Linked DNA regions of Zea mays: regions 2, 3 and 4 are each linked to region 1. The links are chromatin contacts, called in public Hi-C maps. All regions are on one chromosome and are shown on one strand. The core of a region is the stretch at or near the end of the contact, and the rest is flanking DNA. Distances in the headings are between cores, read along the strand shown. Region 1 holds the start of LOC100193483 (MYB transcription factor). Region 2 holds the start of LOC100280169 (Aspartic proteinase A1). Region 3 holds the start of LOC103641356. Region 4 holds the start of LOC100280403 (Phosphoglycerate mutase-like protein AT74H).

Evidence for each region. A called contact is a pair of places that touch in the nucleus more often than the background predicts.
Region 2: a Hi-C map of tassel shows a contact between it and region 1, with 2.4 times the contacts expected there. The contact joins the promoter of LOC100280169 here to the promoter of LOC100193483 in region 1. A contact is called at or near these places in 2 of 25 Hi-C or Micro-C datasets (ear and tassel).
Region 3: a Hi-C map of bundle sheath shows a contact between it and region 1, with 2.9 times the contacts expected there. The contact joins the promoter of LOC103641356 here to the promoter of LOC100193483 in region 1. A contact is called at or near these places in 3 of 25 Hi-C or Micro-C datasets (bundle sheath, ear and tassel).
Region 4: a contact with region 1 is called in a Hi-C map of ear, with 2.3 times the contacts expected there. The contact joins the promoter of LOC100280403 here to the promoter of LOC100193483 in region 1. A contact is called at or near these places in 2 of 25 Hi-C or Micro-C datasets (bundle sheath and ear).

The regions. Positions count from the first base shown.
Region 1 is chr10:89,625,424-89,627,982 of Zm-B73-REFERENCE-NAM-5.0, reverse strand. LOC100193483 (MYB transcription factor) reads left to right here and starts at 1,278. Exons shown (of 3, transcript NM_001138598.1): 1 at 1,278-1,537; 2 at 1,717-1,846; 3 at 1,952-2,559. The coding sequence starts at 1,405.
Region 2 is chr10:88,880,906-88,883,464 of Zm-B73-REFERENCE-NAM-5.0, reverse strand. It overlaps LOC100280169 (Aspartic proteinase A1), which reads right to left and starts at 1,288. Exons shown (of 12, transcript NM_001360696.1): 1 at 1,222-1,288; 2 at 771-1,143; 3 at 581-641; 4 at 377-471; 5 at 172-284; 6 at 1-100. The coding sequence starts at 1,139.
Region 3 is chr10:88,964,103-88,966,661 of Zm-B73-REFERENCE-NAM-5.0, reverse strand. It overlaps LOC103641356, which reads right to left and starts at 1,286. Exons shown (of 3, transcript NM_001351686.1): 1 at 1,142-1,286; 2 at 796-1,042; 3 at 183-667. The coding sequence starts at 919. The coding sequence ends at 534.
Region 4 is chr10:90,214,378-90,216,936 of Zm-B73-REFERENCE-NAM-5.0, reverse strand. LOC100280403 (Phosphoglycerate mutase-like protein AT74H) reads right to left here and starts at 1,283. Exons shown (of 5, transcript NM_001153326.1): 1 at 1,221-1,283; 2 at 780-934. It overlaps LOC103641370 (a long non-coding RNA gene), which reads left to right and starts at 1,952. Exons shown (of 3, transcript XR_560276.3): 1 at 1,952-2,559.

The DNA of each region.
Region 1 (2,559 bases), core at 29-2,528:
GAAGAACAGATGGTGACATCGATTCTAGGAGCATCTATTCATCCGTTGAATTCAAACAACGACACTTGATAGCTAGCATATAAAATCTCCAGAACAAATAATATATATAGATACAATCTTCTTCAGAAATGACAATATATTATATATGCCACACTACACGCAACAGCAGACAACGCAAGGCTCCAGGACGGATGGGATCCGTTGCATGGGGAATCAAAGGACAAAATGATCAGCTGGAAACAAGACTAGAAAAATTCACCAATCAGGGCCTTTTTGGTCCGTGCCGCGTTTCTTTAACTGGCGACGAGTATCCGCCGTCACATGGGGCACAAGAAGGGTGCCATGCTATTACAATCCTAATCATGCATGGAATCATGGATAAAAAACACTCCTAGCAAAAAAAGATCCCACCAATAATACGCCCATTGACTAGCTCGTTCCCAGTACATTAGTCAAGAGAAATTTTGCAGAGGTGAGTTACCTGAAAAGCAAGAAGAAGAAGAAGAAAAAGGACAGCACTTAGGTCTGACAGAATAAAATCTTGCAGAGGTGAGAAGAAAATGAGGTGCACATGCACGCACGAAAACGAGCAGCAGCTAGCACACAACGAGTCTTAATTAGGCAATTTAGCAACAGAGGAAAGGTGGACAGCGCTTCTTCCCAGCTGTGTGCTCTGCCGTGCATGGAGCACCCGTGACACAGAAGTAGCTGCAGAAAAGAGAGAAAGAAAGAAAGAAAAAAACTGCCTTGCTAAAGGTCACAGTCACTCACCATGGCAGCAATAGCATCAGCCCATGTCCTAATAATGTGAACTCCGATAGACACGTTTCACTTTCACTGGCTTGTGCCCGAAGAAACACACCAGGCCTGGGTGGTCTAATGTAACAGTTTCTTGCACAAAGGTCACGACAATTAAAATATCGGTGGAGGAGGCTACGGGGCTACCCCACCGGTTTTGGCACCAGACATAGATTCTTAGGAGATGATGAGACAGACGCCCACACATAGCCGGAAGCAAAACCAAGGGAAGGGCTAAACCTCCCTTGGCACAAGCCCTCAACCACCTCCACCACCACCTTTAAAAGAAGGTGCTAAAGGGCTGTCCTGCAGAGAAAAAGAGAGGAGTGCCCCCCACAAACCTTTCCTTGCATTCCACTGAAATCTTCCTATCTGCAACCATGCAGTTGCTCAATTCTGGCCTCAGCTGAAGCCCAACCATCCATTGTTATATAAGTCGCTGCAGCCTTTGCAATTTCCCACTCCTTCAGCCACCATCGGTCATTGAAGGAGCTTCGTGCCACCAGAGAAGGTGTTCGCCGTGCATAATCACAGACTATATACATTCCACAGACCTGTAAAGCTCTGTGAATTTGGAGCTCCCACAGGTTCTGCATTGGCGTTGAGATGGGGAGGCATTCTTGCTGCTACAAGCAAAAGTTGAGAAAGGGGCTCTGGTCCCCCGAGGAGGATGAGAAACTCATGAACCACATAACAAAGCATGGCCATGGCTGCTGGAGTTCTATTCCCAAACTCGCTGGTATGTACAACAATTTTTTTTCTTCCCTTTGGTCCTCAGTTATCAACTCTCAATTCTCCCCTTCTTCCTCTGCATTTTTCTCGTTCCAGTTGCCAACTGAAATCTCTCTCTCTCTCCTGTCTCTCAAATACCTCTTGGTCAGTTCAATTACCTAAATTCGAGAAGACAAATTGTTGCAGGGCTCCAAAGGTGCGGAAAGAGTTGTAGGCTGAGGTGGATAAACTATCTGAGGCCAGACCTCAAGAGAGGGGCATTCTCCCAAGACGAAGAAGACCTCATCATTGAGCTGCACGCTGTCCTTGGAAACAGGTAAATTTAAGCCTGAGAAATAGTATCAGAATTCAAGACTGCATACATGCAAAGCAGCAGTTGGTAATTTTAGCTGATATTAGCACTTCACTTTTCCATGAGAAGGTGGTCTCAAATTGCAGCTCAGCTGCCAGGGAGGACTGATAATGAGATCAAGAATCTATGGAACTCGTGCATCAAGAAGAAGCTCAGGCAGAAAGGCATTGATCCCAACACCCACAAGCCCCTTACTGAGGCTGATCGCAGCGGAGCAGCTCCCACCATCAGCACCGAGAGAACCTCAGGGTCCAGCGAAATCAACCCATCAAGCGCTGGTGCTCTGGGAAACTTGAGCCACCTCCTCAGCGAGACGGCTCAATCATCAATGCTGATGCCCGTGTATGACAAGAATCGCGCTGAAACTCCAAACTTGGCACGCCCTAAGGTGCCACCAAAGGAGTTGTTCCTGGAGCAGCTTACTGCTGGACACGAGAGTCCATCAACCTGCCGCTCATCAGGCCAAACTCTCTATTTCCCTTTCCAACAGCCTTTAGGCTACAACAGTGAGAGTGGCAGTGGCGATGGGGCGAATATGAATTCACTCTGGTTCAACCAGAGTGACTTCAACTGCAGCACAATTTCTACAGTGATGCCGCCAGCTTCACCATCGGCCCTCTCTACATCAATGGGGCTGAATCTTCCACCTGATAATTCTCGACATGGAGGAACTGGCA
Region 2 (2,559 bases), core at 39-2,538, 740 kb after region 1:
GAAGACGAGCTCGCCGCCGGCCGCCGCCGCGTCCGGGCTCCGGTTCAGCCAGAAGGAGAAGACGTCCTCCGCCAGCAGCTCCTGCTCCTGCATGCTCTGCCTGGCAACCTACATGTGATGGGCCGGCCGCCGCCCGCCGGCGGGTGCAAGAGCAATGAGATAGATACCTACCAGATCGGAGGAGCCTTGCCGACGGAGATCTCGGGGTATCCGAGACCGAGGATGCCGTCGAACTTGCCGATTATGAACGTTATGCTGCTTTCGCGCGTTGTCTCGATGAACTTCTGCAATGTGTGGGTTGGTTTAATTTGAGAGCGTCGGAGCAGAGATATGTGTCAACGACACTGAAGGCAGGCAGGAGGTGTTAGATTTTGACCTGGTTTTTGACGGTCAGGTCCCCGACCAGCACGTCGTCGTCGCTGAAGAACCCGGCGATCGAGCCGGAGCCGTAGGTGATCTTGCAGGTCTCGCCTGGACGAATTGAGCAAGAAAGAGATGCGCTTTGGACTATCCGAAAACCCAAGAAGAGGAGAAAGATGAGAAGACGGTGATGAGGCGTGGCCAGAAATGTATACCGTACCGTCCGCCTTGTACGTGCTAGACTTGGCCGACTTGTATCTGTGGTGCAGGTAGCAGGCAATCTGCATGCGCGCAGTCGAACAAAATATACAATAAATAAATTCAGTGGAAGGAGTGAAGGACTAGTAAGCGCCAGGCAGAGAGCCAGAGAGAGAGAAGGAAAAGCAAGCAAGGAAGGAAGGGAACCGGACCGAGAAGTAGCATCTGGAGGAGGGGACCCAGAGGTTGGAGCTGCCGGTGTCGAAGATGACGGTGAAGTTCTGCGGCGGCGTGCCGATGCCGACGACCCCGTAGTACTGGGTGTTGAGGTAGTCGACGAGAGGGACGTCGCCGCCGCCGGAGGCCCCGAGACGGCTTGCCTCCTGCTGCCTCGCGGCCTTGGCCGCCGCCAGCGCGCGCTGGTCGAGCCCGCCGCCGCGCCTGCTGAGCCCGACCCTCAGCAGGCCGCCGGCGCCGGCGCCAGCGCCGTGAGGGGACGCGTGCAGCAGCAGCGCGCACGACAGCGCCCACAGGCAGGCGGCTGCTGCCGGCAGCAGGAGGTGGCCGCGCCCGCGCCCCATGATCCTACAGGTAGCGCCCCATGAGCCGAGGCAGCAAGCGAGTCAACGGCAGGTAAGGCGGTTGGAGCAAGAAACTACTCACCTTGTTGTCTTGTTAGCGTGTTCTACCTTCTTTTTCTTCCGAACAAGTGCTGGAGAGCGGTTTGATGAGGAGGAAGAAGAGTGGCCAAGTGAGTGAGTCAAGGCGGAGAGGGGGAAAGAGGGCCTTGAGGCGTCTAGGCGACAAACACAAACACTGGGATTGGCATCGTCCACGTACTACTACGTCCAGTCCCCCTGTCCTGTGCCTGTCTTTCTTGAAGCTACTCACTCGGACGACCCGGCGGGCGCATTGATGCGTCGACGTACGAATGTGTCACCCGAGCGTGGGCCTGGCCCGTGCGTCAGTCCCCACAGCGGCGGAGGTAGGTTTGTGGGTGGTTCGTGATTGGGCGGGCGCGTGTTGCACACCCCGGAGGATATCTTTATATTACGAGGGACCCCCAAAAAATCTATTTCTTCCTATGCACGAGGCCGTACTAGAGGCAAGATTATTTCTTATGTCCCTACTCCCTAGTCCCTACCAGGGTTCACCAAACCGGTTGGGCTTTATGTATTGAGATGAGTTGAGTTGAAATTTAAACTAATTTACGCTACAATCTATCTTAACACACGTGGATTAAGGTCAATACTAGAGAACTCAAATAAAAGCCTTAATGGGTGAAAACCGACCGGGACCGATAGCCGGTTTATCGTGACAAACCGGTAAAAATCGGCCGAAATCAAAATCGTTTAGTTTTTTTAATTCAAAACAGTTCGAAACCGATAAATCGTCCGATAAGTCTGATTAATCGACTTCTGCCCTGATAAACCGGTGGCATATAAACGGAAACCGAGCCATGTGTAATTTTTTTGCAAATAAAGCACATTGAGGCCTCCTAATTTGAACAAAAGATCACCACCAAACATTATCAACAAGTCCAATAACAACATTTAGCAGTTCAAATACCTTACATGCCATCGTTTCATAGTTCACAACCAACATCGAAGATACAGATACATGTTTTATAGTTCACAGTTGCTCCTCCGTCGAAGATCGTTCCCACGGGAGCGCATTCCACTGATGTTATGCTTGTGCCATATTGTACTCCTCTGTTGATAGAAACATAATACCTTGATCACGCATCAATTGTGCCTTGTACTCTACCCAGGTCTGACTCGTCCACGCAGAAGTCGTACTCCACGGCTCCGCCAACAATTGGTAGTACTCAGTGTCCTCCCATTCATACACCCACCTCATTGGTTGTTGTGTCACCTCACCAACCGGATAATTGACATACGAAAGTAGGGGTGAAGACGAGCCTTGTCTTTCATTGCTAGAATCGGGGGTCCAATATGCTTGTTGTAGGCCTTGGTGTTCGATCCCTGTGTGAGTAGTCCT
Region 3 (2,559 bases), core at 37-2,536, 660 kb after region 1:
TTGAACACATGCATTTTTATGTTTTTATTAAAATAAAGTCTATTCATAGTATAGTTTTAAGTATTTCATAGCAATTATGTGAAAAAAAATAGAGAACTCTCCTATGGTAGCCATCGATGGATTGACAAGCATTGACTTGTGAGCTAGCAGAGGCTATTCAACCCAAATGACTCAGATACATAAACCAATAAAAGCTAGTGCAGAACTATATATATATGCAGAGGCAGTTCAGATCTCCAGAAATAACATATATAAACCCTGGCATGTATCGGATGATGAGTACACATGCATGCATCTCTGACACCAAAGAGGAAACAGAAGATGATGGCCTCAAGATTAAGTAAACACATGCTAAATTAATGTTGGCACAGTCACTAAATCTCTCCAAGATAGCTCACACACGCACTCCGTGTGTCGCGCGCGCGTCTGTGGCAGCAGCGGGGATTCATCAGACGGCTGGAAACATGCTATACAAAACCAACTACTGTAAAAAAAAATAAAGGTTTCATGTGAAGGTCATCTATGGCGCGCGGTCACGAGGCGGCGGCGGCGGCGCAGGTCCTGGCCTTGTCGAGCATGGTCCACATGACCTGCACGTCCTCGTACGTGCACGCCATCACCTCGCCGTAGAGCTGCGACCTGTCCATCTCGCCGCTCTGCTCCATGGCTGTAGTAGCAGCAAAGTTCATCGATCGTAAGGGGAGGAGATTACTGATTATTGTCGACGGAGGTGCACTGCCATATATGAAACCCAACAGCAACGACCATATATTTAAGTAGCTAGCTAGTTGTTACCTGACGAAGAAGGAGAAGGAGATTGGTGGTGGTGGTGGTGGCGCGGCGTCTTCGTCTTGCCGTCGCGCTGTGGGTTGAGCATCTTCCTGAAGGGCGACGTGATGGTGCGCACCCAAGAACCCATGACGATGCAATCCGCTAGCTCTGCTTGCAGCGACGCGACGGATAGATGCTAATAAGATGTTCTTCTTCTTCTTCTTGGAGTCGCGCTGTGCGTATTTGGGATGAAATAGAGAAGTACACTGTGCTGTGGTAAAGAACAGGGTACTCTGAGCCCACATATATAATATGCCCCCATGGCTAGAGGAGAGAGAAAGCACGGAGAGGAGAAGAAAGAGTACGTTACGTTAGACGGAGGACGAAGGCGGGAGGCAAGATCCGGGAGACAAGAGTGGTGGTGGGGGTGCACGTTGATGTCGAGCCGAGAAATACATGTTTATTGACAAGCTCTTGGCGCGTCGTAAGTGGCGCCCCTCTCGGCCATGCATGCGGGGGCCGCCGGATCGTGGAGCTCCGGCGATCCGGCGGTCGGCGCTCCATGGGGTTGCTGGGGCCTGGGGCTAGATATGGAGCGTGACGCACATGCATGCTTCCTTCCCTTGATATAATGAGAAGGGACATGGGAGTGGAGTCGTCTCCCTCTGGATGGATGGCTACTTTATTAATTATAATTGTTACTATTCCGTCAAGTAAACCATTCGTGTACGTCGCCATAGACGTAGAGTATTGGTTTGAGATACGTACGTATAGTTAAATATGATGAATGCATAGGTTGACGATTTGACAAACGTATAGATCTATTGCTACAAAATCAAAGATATATATGATATTTACGTGGAACTCAACACATCGTTTGACTCAAACCTTATTAGAATATATCTGACTACTAGCTGAAAGGATTTTTATAGTCTATCCCTTAATCTATATGTTTTCATTATTAATATATGGTCCACTTTTTCTTTCTCATATGTTTTCTTTGATTCATGTTTCTAAGCTGGTTATAAGTTTACAGTTTGTTTCTTCTTCTCTTTTGCTCTCTTCTCTGTATCAGCGTCTTATTACATCTTATTATTATACTTGCTCTTAGGCTCTTAGGTCGTGTTTAGTAGAATATGTATTTAGTTCTTTAAAATATTGTTTTGTACAACTATAGTATTTTAAATTAAGAAGTAAGATAGAGGTGGAATAGGAACTGTCGTTTTTTTTTTCGGATTGAAGAAGGTAAACGGCAGGAGGACAACGAGACCATTTACTGTGTGGAAAAGGCAAAGTGCGAACAGAATAATCATGCAACGGTGGGGACAGGGCGCGCATGGCGGCACGTGCATGCTGGGTGGTGCACCGGCGGCCGGCGGCTCCATTTGTGGACCGATCGACGATGTTGCCTTGTGAACATTAAATTAATTTTAAAAGGGCAGAAGAATAATGATGAGGTCGCATATATGCAGGCCCACATGCAAATGCCCGGCAGAAGAATAAATTAATTCTTCATTATTTTTAGTTTAAATTTTGGTGTATTATTCATTCAGTTTTGGAATGACAAATCTAATTTCCCTTGGCATATTTACTATTCTATGCCCATTAAATGAATTACTAGATTACCTATATTTTAAAATTGTAAAATGATATATATATAGAATCTGGTCAAAACTTGACATATATTTATAAGCATGGCACATATTTTTATTGTTAAAGAATATACTATACTATTAATGGGTACGCTCATAATGTATCTATATGCTATGATTATAATTTACTTATAAC
Region 4 (2,559 bases), core at 34-2,533, 590 kb before region 1:
CTGTAAAATAAAATAAAAAGGGAAAGAAAATTTTCTATTTATGATACACATAAATGTATTTTTATAGTTGTCTAACTTAGGAGTTTCAGATTTAGCTTCTGCATGATAAATCTAACAAGAAGGTGTTTTTTGGCGTGTCATGGATAGAATACAATTGTTTTAATGTATTTAACTTGCTTGTCATGACATGCTGTAATATTTGATGGCACCAACAAGCAAGGAATCATAGGAGAAGCAACAGCTCTAATCATAAAAATTCAAATAAAATTGGATATGGGGGGAAATCATTTGTACACTGGAGTCGGTTTTGACCTTCCAAATTAACATCTAGTTCCTCATGTATAGTAGTGTTAAAATCACATCTTATATACTCGGTTTTAGTTTTATTGAGTCTAAAACCTTTGGACTGTAGTCTCCCGCCATAACTCTAGTTTCATATTTACTCTGCACGGCTTTCATTAACTAGCACTATATCGTATGTAAAAAGCATATACCAAGAAATGACCTCATCCATTAGACCATTACCAAGACCAAAAAAAAAGGACTCAAAGCTGATCTTTGACGTAACCCTATTCTAATTAAGAAGTTATTTGTGTTTCTATCACTTGTTTGAACACTAGTCACAACATTGTTGTATGTGTCTTTAATGAGTCCAATCCAAAATCTATATAACATTTTTTTGGTATTTTGCCATAAGGCTTGTTCAAATCGATGAAAAGCGTGTGTCTCCCTATACTAATTCATCACTTAACTTATTAAAAAAAGGGTACATGGTAGACCTCCGGGACATAAAGCTAGATATCTGTCAGGTAACACTCCATAACCCTCTTGTATGTATGTCACAACGTAGTGGCAGTTCAATAATTCCCGATCGTCGATGCTTCCCAGAGTGCTCGCAATCGGATTGCTCCAGGAACGCCAATTTTCCGAATGCCTGCGTCCAACGAAGCCCCCATTTCGCGCGGTAAACTCACAATCGAACCCAATAATACGCTTCAATCGGTCGAGGGACACAGCAAGCCAAATAAATAACGCGTCCCATCTGAATTCGCTCCCCCTGACCCCAATTCCCGCCAGCGATTTGATGTCCAGCGAAACTAACCAACCGAGCGCCGCGAATGCAGCGCGGATCGGCGCGATTAAGAGGAGCAGTCGAAGCTTGCAAAGCAAGTAAGGGTAGGGGAAAGTTCATCTCCTGGGGATGGGGAATCCACACGTACCTCGTCGCCGTCGCTGTCACGGGAGGAGCAGGTGCGAGAGGGGAGGAGACGCGCCCGTTTCTGAGGACCCAGAATGGCAGGAAGAGAGAGATTTTGAATCTAATTTTGGGGTGGTCGTGTGTACTGGTACTGGCGTAGGAGGAGAAGATCCCGCCAGAAACGTGAGATGCACACGTAGAGGTCCACGCCCAACAAACGATTGTTTTCAAGGTACTCGTGTTCATCCTCTATATCATTCATTTACCGTCTCTTCTTAAAGATTCTCTCCTCCATATCTTCATCTTCAGTAACATCCTCTATATCTCACACTTTATACATAAATAACGATATTATAGATATATTTTACTTTTAATTTTTGTGCATACGTATTTATCACTCTCAAATGTACATATTTTAGTTTGACTAAATCTATTGTTTAAAGTATGAAAATGGATAGAGCAGAGGAGATAAAAACTCTATATATAGAGGATACAGCAGTATTCTCTAAATTTAGAGGACCGTTTAGAGAACGTTGTTGGGTACGTAGAGAACAACCATATCCTTTAAATTAAGAGTACAGAACCCTTTGGAGTTACTTGTTAGAGTTAATCTTATACATGTCTACATAGTGGTTGACAATTACCCGAGTCAAAGTATTATTTTCAGCCATAGTCGTAGTTGTATTAAAACCACATCAAGCCACAACGAATAAGTTATATACAGAGAGAGAGAGGTATAGCATGGTCATAAATCCTGACCGGTAGAACCGTGGAAGGTGTACTGGATGACTGAACACATTCGTTCTCGCTTTGCAAGTTCTCAATTGCATTAGGAGGCAGCTTTTTAGATTGATCATCGTCGAATTCCACAACAGCCAAAGCTATTTCTCAGTCGGCAAAATTAACTATTTGTCAATAGGAGGTGAAATGGCATACAAAATGCAATGCCAGCTACTTTGTCAGTGACGGATTTTCGCTAGTGAGAGTGATTCCCGCAGATCAGAGAGAACCCCGCCTCGGCGCCTCCCAACGACCTCGCCACCAGGGATTCAGAGCGATACCTCGCGAACCGCATTGCTGTGCTCAACCAGTCTTCTTTGTCAGTGTCCTGACGTGACACATCTGGTCACTGACACAGACGCGGCGGCGGCGGCGGTGTAGAGCCGAGAGCGTCGCGGTGGTCCGCAACGTGGGGACGCTGAGGCGGCGTTCGGCGTCGTGGAGGTGGTTGTCGTCGACGTCGGCCGCCGCGACGTCAGCGCCTCCGGCAGCCACGGCACCACCTCGCGCCTCCGCCACTTCGCCTCCCTACCCCTAGCCCGCGCCTACCTCAAGGCAAGCTATCCCGCCATTGCTCACCA